Linked DNA regions of Mus musculus: region 1 is linked to region 2. The links are chromatin contacts, called in public Hi-C maps. All regions are on one chromosome and are shown on one strand. The core of a region is the stretch at or near the end of the contact, and the rest is flanking DNA. Distances in the headings are between cores, read along the strand shown.

What was found. Hi-C and Micro-C count contacts between places; a contact is called where the count stands out from the background.
Region 1: a contact with region 2 is called in a Hi-C map of cerebral cortex, with 3 times the contacts expected there. The contact joins two enhancer-like sites. A contact is called at or near these places in 1 of 15 datasets of contacts at CTCF or cohesin (hippocampal excitatory neurons), 4 of 484 Hi-C or Micro-C datasets (the N1E-115 cell line, cerebral cortex, embryonic stem cells and 1 more) and 1 of 115 datasets of contacts at active chromatin or transcription factors (astrocytes).

Annotation. Positions count from the first base shown.
Region 1 is chr8:109,463,119-109,469,317 of GRCm38.p6, reverse strand. It overlaps Gm39246 (a long non-coding RNA gene), which reads left to right. Exons shown (of 2, transcript XR_879182.3): 2 at 1,167-1,458. It also overlaps a transcript of Pmfbp1 not described here. Among named protein-coding and RNA genes, the nearest start is that of Gm35145, 5.0 kb to the right of the region's middle. Within about 2 kb of position 4,092, at least 72 of the 459 cell types and tissues checked have an H3K27ac peak or open chromatin away from gene starts, as enhancers often do. A contact at or near this core is called in the N1E-115 cell line and cerebral cortex, where this site is marked.
Region 2 is chr8:108,883,384-108,889,507 of GRCm38.p6, reverse strand. The region is part of intron 4 of Zfhx3 (zinc finger homeobox 3); the gene reads right to left. Among named protein-coding and RNA genes, the nearest start is that of Mir3108, 50 kb to the left of the region's middle. Within about 2 kb of position 2,062, at least 175 of the 459 cell types and tissues checked have an H3K27ac peak or open chromatin away from gene starts, as enhancers often do. A contact at or near this core is called in the N1E-115 cell line and cerebral cortex, where this site is marked.

The DNA of each region.
Region 1 (6,199 bases), core at 2,843-5,342, 580 kb before region 2:
ATTACTTCCTAATTATCTATGCTCCTGTCCTTTATTTTTTCTTGTTAAAGACTAATTTAAAAGAGCAGTGCAGTCTCTCTGCCACTCAGTCTCCATTAATTTCTCTCCCCCTTTTATTTATTAGTCCGGCTAATGCTCCGCCTCCCCAGTCCAGGCCTTGCCTCTAACCTTCTTAGTGGCATTAACTCATTTATTTGGCTTCCTCTTCTGCTCTTTTCTTTCTTTCTTTCCTCGATGAGCCTTAGAAAAGCCTGCATTCACTCTACCCTCTTCCCCACCCCCCCTCATCCTTTATTTCTGTGGCGGGCTTTCTTCCACCTTCAGATCTTTCCAGCATCCTTTGTCAAGCCGCTCCTTGCATTTTTCATTCAAGACATCCTGGGCTTTGTGGCTTAACTGTGACTAGAAAACTTTGTGCCCTTGCCTGGCGTGCTTTCTGGGCTTCTTAATTCCGCCCAAATTGGATTTCTAAAAACCCCAGAGTTGGTGCGAGTTCCTTCATGTTTCCAATACAGAGATCAGGGCATTCACCTGGACAGCGCATCTCCTGGTCAACAGCATCAAAGATCGCTTTCAGGCAGGAGGGACATGGGATCCAGGCAAATCATTGCTCATGCCTGGGGCAGGATATGGACTCTCTTACACCCAAATGGATCCTCTACCATTAAGTGAAATAGTGGTCCAGACTGTTGACCTTAAACCTAGTTTTCTGGGCTGGGAACAGGCCAGTGAAAGGCACAAGGCCTCCTGTCCGAGGGTGATGCCAGGGAGTACAGATCACAACTTGAGTTCCTCTTAGTCTGTGACTGAGGGAGCAAGTTTAGATGCATCAACCCACTGGTTTCCTGTTGACAGCGTATAGACATTGGGGACCTTAGGACAGCTGCCCTACCATCTGCAGCAGCCATGAAGGCATGCTCTCCAGGTGTGAGGAGAGCACCTGCCACAGAGCTGCAGTTAGCTGACAACTCCCCGCCCCGCCCCTCCGGCTGAGAGTGACCCCCCCTGGCTGGGAGCATCTTCAGAGCTGCCGCGGAAGATGGGTCCATACACCGGTGGTACCAGGGCTCATTCTGGCAGTACAAGGTGCCTCTGTGGGAGAGCGCTGTACCATGTTTCCCTGTTGTAATGTGCTGCAGTTGAAGCGCCCCCCTCTCCTTTTACAGATGCTGGGCCCGTGTAACAGAATGAAGGCTCTTCCCGCTGTCCCATTCCTCGGACCTCTGCCTCTTGCTTCAGATGTCACCCTTCAGATGTCATTCCAGCATCCTGCTTCCTGAAGCACCTGAGCTGATAGAGCTGAGTCTCCCTTTAACCTTGTTAGCCCTCTTCTACCTCCCCCGTCCCGTCTGTCCTGCCTGGCACAAACTCGGCCGTGTGAGAGTTCGCGTTGCTTTACGGAGAACTCAAATGCTGTGTAGGCAACTCCAGACTAAATAAAAATGGAATTAGGGGTCACCTCCAGTTTGGGATTATGTTTACCATTACCCTCATTCATTAATGTGTCTAATTCATCTTACTACAGTTTGATGAAATTGGACAGTTCCCAGGAAGAGAGCTTGTACTTAAACCGGAGCATCACTAGGTGATGCTGCAGCCCCACAGAAAGGCTGCAGTGGGGCTACGCTTGGTCAGAGCCGGCGGCTGGGGGGTTCTACCTTTCTCTGGCTGGGTATGGATGTCAAGTCTGTACTCCATTCCAGAATTCTACTCATCTCCAGATAAGGGGATTCAGGCCTCTAGAAGACCATACTAAATCAGTCTCCACCTCTCCCTTAGAGCTCGTGGATGTGTGTGTGTGTGTGTGTGTGTGTGTGTGTGAGAGAGAGAGAGAGAGAGAGAGAGAGAGAGAGAGAGAGAGACAGACAGACAGACAGACAGACAGACAGATACAGATACAGACAGACAGACAGACAGAAGGAAAGAGAAAGACTGGGGAGAAAGCACAGGAGAAAGAATTTTTGAAAACCCTTGGATTGACTCAGAAACAGACTCTGCAAGTGTTTATCACTCACCCCATACTTCTGGATGGACAGAACATTGAAAGTTCAACAGTATCTTTACCCTTTGCTTCTGGATATGGGAGAAAGATCAACACAAGGGATATTGACACCGCAGGCTCTGTCTAGACTCCCCCAAGAAGAAGCATGTTCAAGCATCGCTTGTGTAAGAGAACACGGAGACAGAGCACAGGGTACCTGGACTGCTCATCTGCTGAGCTTCCCATCATCTCTGCTGAATACAGAACAGGAAGGTCCCTGGCCAGGCTTCTGGCTTCAGTGCTGGCATCTTTGATGCTGCCGCCTTACTTTGCACTTGCAGTCAGCAATCTGCAAGCATAACACCTGTCTTGCAATTCCTCATAGGAAAGCTGCTGAGTGGGACTAAAACTTTAACCTTACACTTCACCTCATGCCCATCGGTGACAGCCATCCATGCACACACTCTGCTTAGAGCAGCTGCATCGACACATTGATGGATCTGTGCTTTAAGAAGAATTTCTTTTCTTATACAGGAAATAACTCCTTGGTGGTATAGAAAATGTGTTCGTATTAGCCGGGCCAAATTCATTCATGCTTCCATTAAGGAATCTCTATAGCTACTAGCCCAATCTTTACATTCTTTAAAACTACTGTTCTAGTTTGTCTTGCCCCTATTCTTCATGAATAGCAGGTCGGAGTTCCCCATAAGACTTCTGGCTCAGTATCTCACAGGGAGACATTAGGATGTCAGTATAATTCCTTTTTAAAGAAAGCTTTGGGTTGGGGCAGTGGCTCAATCAGTAAAGTATTTGCTGCGCAAGTATGAAAGCCCATGCTTGACTCCACAGCATCTCTGTAAACATCAGGCACGGTGGTATGTGTCTGTAATTCCAACACCAGGGAGGCAGAGACAGACAGCATGGTCCTGGGAGCCTGCTACCCAGCCAGTCTATCTAGATAGGTGAGCTCCAGTTTCCTAGAGAGATTCTATCTCAAAACAAAAACAAAAACAAAAACCAAAAAACCAAAAAACCAAAACTGTTTGGAGACCAACTGAGATGCCTGCCATTGTTCTTTGGCACACCTGGACACTTGCGTAGGTATGTGTCCGTGCACACACATACCCACAGACAGCCATAGTATCACTAGCCTGCTCGATGGTCTACGGGCAGCACTTGCCAAATTTAGTTGGTTTTAAGGATGCAGAATCACCTGGAGATTCTGACTCTGCTGGTCTGAGACACACTAGCGATCCATATTTTACACTAGTAGTAGCCTATGGCTCTCACAGCTAGGCAAGGGCAGGAGACACTGCCTTGCTTTACATAATGGGTTCTGGCCACAGAGCTGCATGCGATTGTAACCAGGCTTAGCAGAAGCCACGAGCAAAAAGAGAGTGTGGAGATTTTGAGAGAGAGAGAGAGAGAGAGAGAGAGAGATTGAGAGAGAGAGCTCCATCTGTGAGTCATGGGGTGACCTCACCAGGTAATTGGGCACCCAGGGTCACTGCAGCCACCTGGAAGCTTCTGATAGAGAAAGCTTTGGGGAATCTTTTATTAACATATTTAATATGCCTGACTAAGGGGAAAACATACACAAAGCTAGGAGGCCTTGTTAGCAAGCCATCCCTGCATAATTCTTGGCCAGGAAATAATGACTTCTCTCCCAGGAAAGGTTTAGTTTAACCCTTAGCTTGCCTTTTTCCAGGGGCAAGCCAGTGGACATGTATAACCCTTCCTAGGTTAGTAGACGGGTAGGGATGGGCAAGGGCTGTCCCCGGGGTCTTTTTGGAAGTGCCCAGTGGAAGTACAAGTCACAGAAAGCATCATTATGGAGCAGGGTTATGGCTTCCATGAGAGAGCAGTCTTCCATGTTACGCCCCAGGCTGCCTCCTCCTCTATTGGGGTCAGCTTTGAGGACCTTTGGGGACCCCCACAGAATTGACCCATGACAAGAAATCTCTCTGCCTCGTGGTTATGGCTGAGAGGTGACAGCAGCTCTTTTGCTGCTGAGCATTGAGTAAGATGAAGTGCAGAGGCTTAGTGGGCAGCAGAAATCAGAACCATGTGTCTCTGAGAGTGGGGTGGAAACTCAGAGCTGTGGCTTTTCCAGACTGCCTTGGTCGCTCTGCCTCGGCTCCACAACACACACACCTGCACACCAGACCTAGGTAGGTATGATGCTAACTTGCCCCTCTCCCCAACAAAGTTGGCCCATCCCCCCATGGGAAATGTTTTGTTTGGTGGCAATAGCTAAGAGAAAATAGAACACTCTCTCCTTGTTTACAGACGAATCATTCTGCATCAGAGGTGACTTGTTTTCCACCCTTGCAAGAGTCTGACGGGGGCTTTTCCTTTCTTTTCCTTCTCTTCCTTCATTTCATTTCTTTTTTTTTTCTTTTGCCTTTTTCATAAATAAATATTTTAACTGGAAATTTCCAAGTGTATGACAGGCCTAGAATGTGAACTTGAATGTACTGTAATAGAAATCATCAGTTGCCATGGCGACCTGTTCCAAGAGCAGAGTCACGTGAGCGGAGAGCGCTCAGTAATACTAACACATCAGAGAGCGAGGCCACTTAACCTCAATCGCTTCCAGCTATTGTGCAGAATGCAATTGAATTTATTCCTAATTTCTGCCAGTGCCAAGGAACAAAATTTCCCTGCAGATTTTAATCTTACTCAGGCAGTGCCAGCCGGCGCTCAGACGCTGTTCAACACCAATATTCAACCCGGCTACTCGCCCACTTTACAGCTCCATTTTCTTATTCTTATCTGCAATAATAGCTTCCCTCTGCCTGCTGGATCCCGCACATCCCCCTGCCCTGGGGAGAACTGCCCTTCTCCTTCCCACGTGGCCGTGCGGTTTTCTCTGACTCTGGCTGCTAATGCAAGAAACACAGCCTTTATAATAATACCAATAAAAAAAAAAAAGACAGCAATAGTCGCCCCACCCCACCCCCACCCCTTTCCCCTAAACCTGTTGTGAAATACAATTTCTGTCAGCTTTTGACTGTGCTTTGGAATAGCACAATTAACAGCCCCATCATAATGAGGCAAAGCCCATGGGGTCAGTGAATAATGGAATCAAAGGGTGAGTTTTCAGTCTCCATCACAGTCACCTCCCTCCCGGCCCCCCAACCAGGGGAGCAGCCCAGACGCCCAGGAGGTACAGCCGCCTATCACAGAACACTCATTTCGAGAGCTTATCAGCTTCCATGAAGGCTGATAAATCAGAGTGTCTCATACGGACAGTCTCAAGTTAGCCGTGTCATCGATCCCTCCTCCCCTTTTAAGCTATTTGTCTTATTCACTTCCAAAGATGGTATCAGAGATGCCAAATGAGCCTTTGTTTTCCGTGCTCTTGGGCAGCCTAGGGTGAGTTGCCCGTCTTGCTGCAGGGACGGGGGAAATCGTTCTTCCGGGTTTAGTCCTTTGTTTCCAGCCCAAGGTCACCTCTGGCCCCTTGGTTCAGGTGTTGTCAGCAGTCTGTCTGTGTTCAGAGGCAGGAGGCGGAGTCCTCCTAGCTGACAGTCTTTGCATGGCCCTAGCCCTCCAGTGACCTTCCTCTTTTATGGATGCTACTTTAAAAAAGATGTAAAACCTGCTGGAATAACTAAATGGAGTCTAGGTAGAGTCCAGCTCTCAGAGAGTCCATGTTGAAGGTCACGCAAAAGGAACCTTAAAAATAGGGAAATTATTGGATATCTTTTTTTTTTTGGGGGGGGGGAGGAAAAAAAAAGGTAGTTTCTGTGGTGGCTTGCATTAGTGGGTGGGTGTCTCTAAATGGCTGAGGAAGACATCATTGCAAATGCCTTTCTCAGCCAGTACCTGACCATTGTTCTAACACTGTGGTGGGACAGGGAATGTGATGCAAGCCCAGGGGAGGCATAATGGCCCTGTGGAATTAGGATAGGTGGCTGTCAGGGGTTCTGGCTCTACATAAAGAACTTGGTAACTATGGAAATCTTCATGGGGTAGATGGGGAGAGAAGCAGCCAGAGAGAAGAGAAGTCACGTGATGAATTTGGTGTCAGTGGCACAATGTTTGGATTCAGAAAGAGAAAAACCACACGCTAAGCATGGCTCTCTGCCAGCCCTGCTGTGGGGGAGTCCCTAGAAGGTCCTTGTCAAACAGCCTGGCCCCACACTTGCCTATGTACAGAGCAGGGTTCCAAGGTTCCCTTGTAGGTAGGAGCCAGCTTGCTAGCTCCTACCT
Region 2 (6,124 bases), core at 813-3,312:
CCAAGTTGTCTTTGTCTATAGAAAGGGAGGCTTAAAGATCTTTGGAGATGGCCTGCTGGCCTATAAATCCAACCAGGACTTCTATGGACCCAAGTGCTGTCCCCACCCTAAACGATTCGCTACAGCTGGATCCCCAGAGCGACTCTCATGAGGACCTCGGAGTAATCAAAGCAAAGAATAAAATAAAAGGAGGTGAGGGATAAAACTATTAACTTTTGCCTTTTTAAAAAAGTACTTTATAGCTAGATTGTATAGGCCAATCTCGAAGACTAATACAGGGGGAAAAAAAAGTGCAATTAAATCCTTGAAAAACTGACAGATCAGCAAAACAAAACCACCCGGAGGAGAACCCGATGGAGCCTCATTAAGAAAGAGTTCAGCCTGTTTTTAAAACCCTTCTTAACACTTAGCTAGGTACCTCCCAGCAGTGAGAGCTCCCAATGCGGCTGGTATAATTAGTGTCAGAGTGTGTGTGTGGGGGGGGGGGGGGAGAGAATCAGTCTAGGAAATAGAAATTAAAACACAAATTTAGGAGGGAGGGGGGAAGTTCAAATGGAAAAACCATTCTAAATTCAAGCAACAAATACCCATCGGTCTCTTTGAGGGCAATGGGGAGACTGCAAAATTCTCTCCGGTCTGCCCAGATAAATGGGTTCCAATTATACAGAGAAAGGGCTGGGCCACGGGGAGAGATTTATGCCGCAATTCTCCATCTTCAATCTCTCCCCTTCCCCCAAAATATATTCCATGCTGTGGTCAGCTCCACTCCAGGAGGCTGGGTTAATGGCAGATGGATGGCAAAATGCTCCAACCTCAACATCAGTTATACCCGGCACATCTGACAATGGAGAAAATGAGATCAGGTGACAGATTTCCACACCTTCCGCCATCAGGATCCCCCAACACTGGAGTGCATGCATGCGTGCATGCGTGCGAAATGGCGCTGTGTGCGTGAGAGCTCTGGTAAACGCATTACATGTGCCGCTGCCGGTCTGTAATAAGGAGGCGTGGGGCTGAGGTCCATTAGAGAAGGAAGAGCAGGCCACTGAGGAAGAAACACTCTGGAGATAGGGAAGACGGCAGGGAGATGAAGCCTTTAATAAAATCAGGCAAATTGTAATTTATTCTGCAGAGAGAGAGAGAGAGAGAGAGAGAGAGAGAGAGAGAGAGAGAGAGAGAGAGGGAGGAGGGAATTACAGGTTCCAAGGCTGGTCTGGAAACCAAGGGAAGGTTTCCCTTTGAGAAAGCAAGCCTTAAAGTCTGTTTGAGTTCAGGCAAGAGGAATATGGAGCCCAGAGCTCCAGCCAGAGAAACTGGGGGTGTCGGGGGTTCGGTGCACCATAGCTCTCTGATTACACCAGCAAGTTCAAAGAGGGCTGGCAGATTTTTCTCACTGTGATAGGAGACAGGGACGGCAATCGCAGCCCAGTTCATGCTGGCCTCGGACTGGAGAACGGAGGGAGCATCTCCTTCGTTTGGTCACAAGTGCCACCTTTCCCCACAGGAGGAACTTAACTGCTAATTTGTTGTGGCTGTCTTGCAGAGTCCAGGCTAGCCCAGAACCCCATCTGTAGCTGAGGCGGTCCATGGACTCTGGATTCCCCAGTTTATACCTCTCAGCTCCTAGGATCACAGGCATGTTTAGGATTTTGCTTTTTACCTGTTGAAAACTATTAGAAAACTAATAAACAAACAAACAAACAAACAAACAGGGGGAAAGCCCTAGAAAAAAAACATATCAGGACTCATCAGAAGTCAGAGGTCAGTCGCCCGCTGTTACCAAAAGGCTCCATGTTTAGACTGCTATCAGAAAGCCGTGGTGTTAATTAAACGATGTCATGAAGTCACTTTGGCTCCCTGTATGGGCCAGCACTCCAGCAGCACAACTTTGGCTTCTCTGAAGGCAAAGACACTGATGCGACCGTGTATGGGCAACTCACGCCAGAAGCGGTGCCCGGCTGCCATGCCTTTGCTGTGCAAACAAGAGAAAGCTGGCAGGCCTGGCACAGCACCTGCACTTCAGTCAGACCACAAAAGTCAGCAGCACTGCACCGCTGCTCATAGCTGAGCAGGAGGGACTATTCAAAGGGTCCTACAAAACCCGGCGGCTTCGGGGTGGGGGTGGGTGGGTGGTGGTGAGCAGCTTCCGGTTACCAGGGTAAAAGTAGTACGTCTCCACTGACACCGGGGCCACATGCAGCTAGCTTATACCACAGCGTCTTTTAACGAGGGGGGACTTGCAGAGCACACATCCCTACAGATGTCTAATTCACCTGCAAGCCCCACCCTGATGCTTTTATGCCCCTTGGAAGGGGAGCTGCCCAGGCATCTGGGTGGAGTTCAGGTTCACAATCCCTGGGAAGGCCCAGATGTCTTATGAGTCCCAAGCGTAGGGGAAGCTGTACTATGGCTCCTGCCCCAATCTCCCATAATACTCAGGAAGCTGGGACCCCATGGGTAACTGGTTTCTGCTCTGAGACACATAGTAGGGACAGGAAGGTGGTCACTCTTTGCCGGGCTGTACTAAATGAACAGCTGGGGCCATCTTCGTCCCCTGTGATGTACACTTTGCTGGGTGAGTGAGGTTTGGCTCACAGAAAGCAGCCGGGCAGACTGGCTAGCTTTCACTTTCTATCGCCCATCAAAAAAGAATCCAGTCACCGGCTTTTCCCTCTGGGCCTGCCAGAAGGGAGAACTCCACGCTGACACCTGCAGGCGAAGATGCAGAATGCACCTCCTCAGGCGCGCATGGATGGTGCCCCTCTCCACCTAGACTCCCCAGCCTGCTGGAAACACACTTCCACTCTTGGTCCAACACCAGAGAGAAAAGATGGCCAGCCAAAGCTGACTAAATGGCCTGATAGGCACGCCCCGCACTTGGCCAACTTCTTAGTCATTTCTGACAAAGCTAGAGAAAGAAAACTTTAGCGACTGCTCATCAGCTGCCAAGACGTGCTTATCCAAAACACCAGGCTAGCCCAATGACATTTTAGGCCTTTACAGACCAACAACCCCATTTTGACTTTTCATGGACAAGCTAGTTCTTTAGGTAATCTGGATAATAGGATTTTTTTAAAAAGTAAACAGTAAAAGAAAAAAAAAATCTTTGGAAGTTGCCAAAGGCAGAGGAAAGTTTTGCTACCATCCTGTCTTGGATGTGGAATGTGGTGGGGGTTGGGGTAACTTCACTTAATGCTCCCCCTAGCCCCTAAACTCCTACGGCGAGACTGACCAACACCAGGATCAGACATGGAAGAAATCATTTTAGATCAAGTCCAGAACCCAAATTCAAACCCTACGAAGCTGACTCCAGGCCTTGTTTATCCTTCCTTCCTTCACGGACAGAAGGTTAATACGAGAGCAACTCCTTGGCAGACCTTTCTGGGTAGCTGGAGCGACACTGATTCGAATCAATGTTCCTTTTGTGAACGCATTACTTGGCAGAAACTGGCTTTCTGAAACCCCCTTAAACACAGCCGGCGAGACAAAAAGAAGGGGGGAAGTGTCCTTCAAACAAAGGGATGAGGTGAAAATAGAGAGTCGACGGCGCTTCGTTCTTTTTCATAGAAGCAAATGGATCTAGGGCTTTCATACATTAATCAATCAATATCACTGACTGTACATCAGCAGGGTAGCCAAGTTATGAACGACCTTTCTGGCCAAGAGGACACTTTTAATGCTCATAAGACTGCTCATAGGCTTAGCGGCTTCCCGAATTTGTGCCTGCATGATTACCCCTTGGAGGCGAGCGGTCGGCCGTTAGCACTGCGCTAAATATGGCAAGGTTAGTCGTGTCCAATTTGCACACAGAGGAGGAGAGACTTGGACCGGGCCACCCAGTTTACGCTTGAGTTGCTGCAACCTGGGTGACACGGAGGGAGCTGGCCTAGCTTTCCTCGGGAAGGAAGAGCCTGCCAGGCCTCCTGTGTGGTTCCAGGCTAATCTAAACAAGGAGCTTGTAGGAGACTAGGCTGGATTGCTAGGCTTAGCTAACGTCCTGTCAGGTCCTGTGCCCTCTGTGCTGGCAGACAGCCGCACTGACCACAGTGGGCACTCCCAGGCCTCTCCCTAGACTCTAGGTCAGCCCCAAGACTCCTCCCCATCCTCCCTGCTCTCCTCCCAAAAGAGGGTCAAACTTCCACCTCTCTGAGGTGTTTTTTTTTTCCCCCTTCCCGGTAGGGACCCACAAAAGGGCATCTTACACTAATCCACAAACACCCAACCTGAAGAAACAAACTTGGCCCAGCCAACCAACCCAGCATTATGCTCATGCCTACAAGGCAGAACAGGTCCCTCAATTCTACTCTGAGGGGGTGGAAATGGGCAAAGGGCGAGTGGGCGAGCCCTGGTTTGTATTTCTATGACAACAATGTAGTATCAGAGAAGTCACATGGGGCAGGACAAAACCCCAGCCCCTCCCCATCTACATTTTCCTCTTCCAGGCTTCTAGCTCCTCAGCTGTACCAACAGTGCCTGCAGAGGCCTGGTGGCCTCCACACGTGGCCCCTCCTTTCCCTGTCACCCAGAGTGAGAAACAATCCCTTTGAAGAATTTTAAATATCGCTTTAACTGCCTATAAATTACCACAGAAGCAGCCACAGGCAATGGGGTGCTGAGCTCTATCATGCTGGGAAAATTTAAGGTAAGAAGGGCTGACACTACTAGAAAATGTAATTTCTGTTTTGAACCAATGGAACACAGGTCCATGCTAGCTGTTCCCACTGGGGCAGTGTCATCCAGCCTTTCCCATTCTGTCAGATACTGATCTGTGCATGCCTTTCTTTTCCTCTGCAGAGCTGACAATCTGATGACTTAACAGTGATTAACCGCACCCCCAACCTTCCAGGTTTTCATTATTTAGAAAAGTAACTTCTGCCTCCTTTAAAACTTTGTGTGTGTGCATGCATGTTTGTGTGTGTTTGTATATGTGTATCTGTGAGTGTGCATATGCATGTTTGTGTGTTTGTATATGTGTATCTGTGTGTGTGTGCACATGCATGTTTGTGTGTGTTTGTATATATGTGTATCTGTGTGTGTGCACATGCATGTTTGTGTGTGTTTGTATATATGTGTATCTGTGTGTGTGCACATGCATGTTTGTGTGTGTTTGTATATATGTGTATCTGTGTGTGTGCATGTATGTTTGTGTGTGTTTATATATGTGTATCTGTGTGTGTGCACATGCATGTTTGTGTGTGTTTGTATATATGTGTATCTGTGTGTGTGCACATGCATGTTTGTGTGTTTGTATATATGTGTATCTGTGTGTGTATGCACATACATGTTTGTGTGTGTGCACATGCATGTTTGTGTGTGTTTGTATATGTGTATCTGTGTGTGTGCGCATGCATGTTTGTGTGTGTGTTTGTATATATGTGTGTGTGTGTGCACATGCATGTTTGTGTGTGTTTGTATATATATGTATCTGTGTGTGTGTGTGTTTGTATATATGTGTATCTGTGTGTGTGTGTGTGTGTGTGTGTGTGTGTGTGTGTGTGTGTGTGTGCGCGTGTGCGTGCCTGTCTGTCTGTGTTCTGAAACACAGTCATGGCATGTAATCCAAGCTCAGACTTGTGGCAATCCTGCCTCAGCCTCCAAGTCACAAACATCTGGATCATTTCTGCAGCTGTGACACTGTGGTGCTCACTCACTGAGTGTGGCCGCTCAGGGCAGGATGGACCTTATCTCTCTGTCAGACATCTGGCAGCTTCCCTGAGATCTCTCAGAGATTTCCTCCCACCAAAGAACTGCAAACTAAAGGAATTAGGGGCAGAGGGGCCATGATACCCGTATAGCCTAAGGGATTTGGGGGGGGGGGGGAGGTCTTGCAAGTAATAAACACCCATCCTTCCCCTTGTCCTCTCTGGCTGGCCAACAGCCACTAGTCAACTCTTTTCCCTGATACTTGTCCCCTTCTGATGACTCACCGCCCACCACCAGGCGGCCAACTCCCGAGTCTCCTGTGCTGTTCCTGTCCACACTGTAACTGTGAAAGGCTCAGTACCGGCTACTTTTCCTTACAGAGACAGGGCTGTCCTGATGTGCCACACAACGTCCCCTTCTTGTGGGATGTCCCTTCTGGAGAGGTGGGTGCATGTGGAGGGCAGAAGACACCCTTGACTGC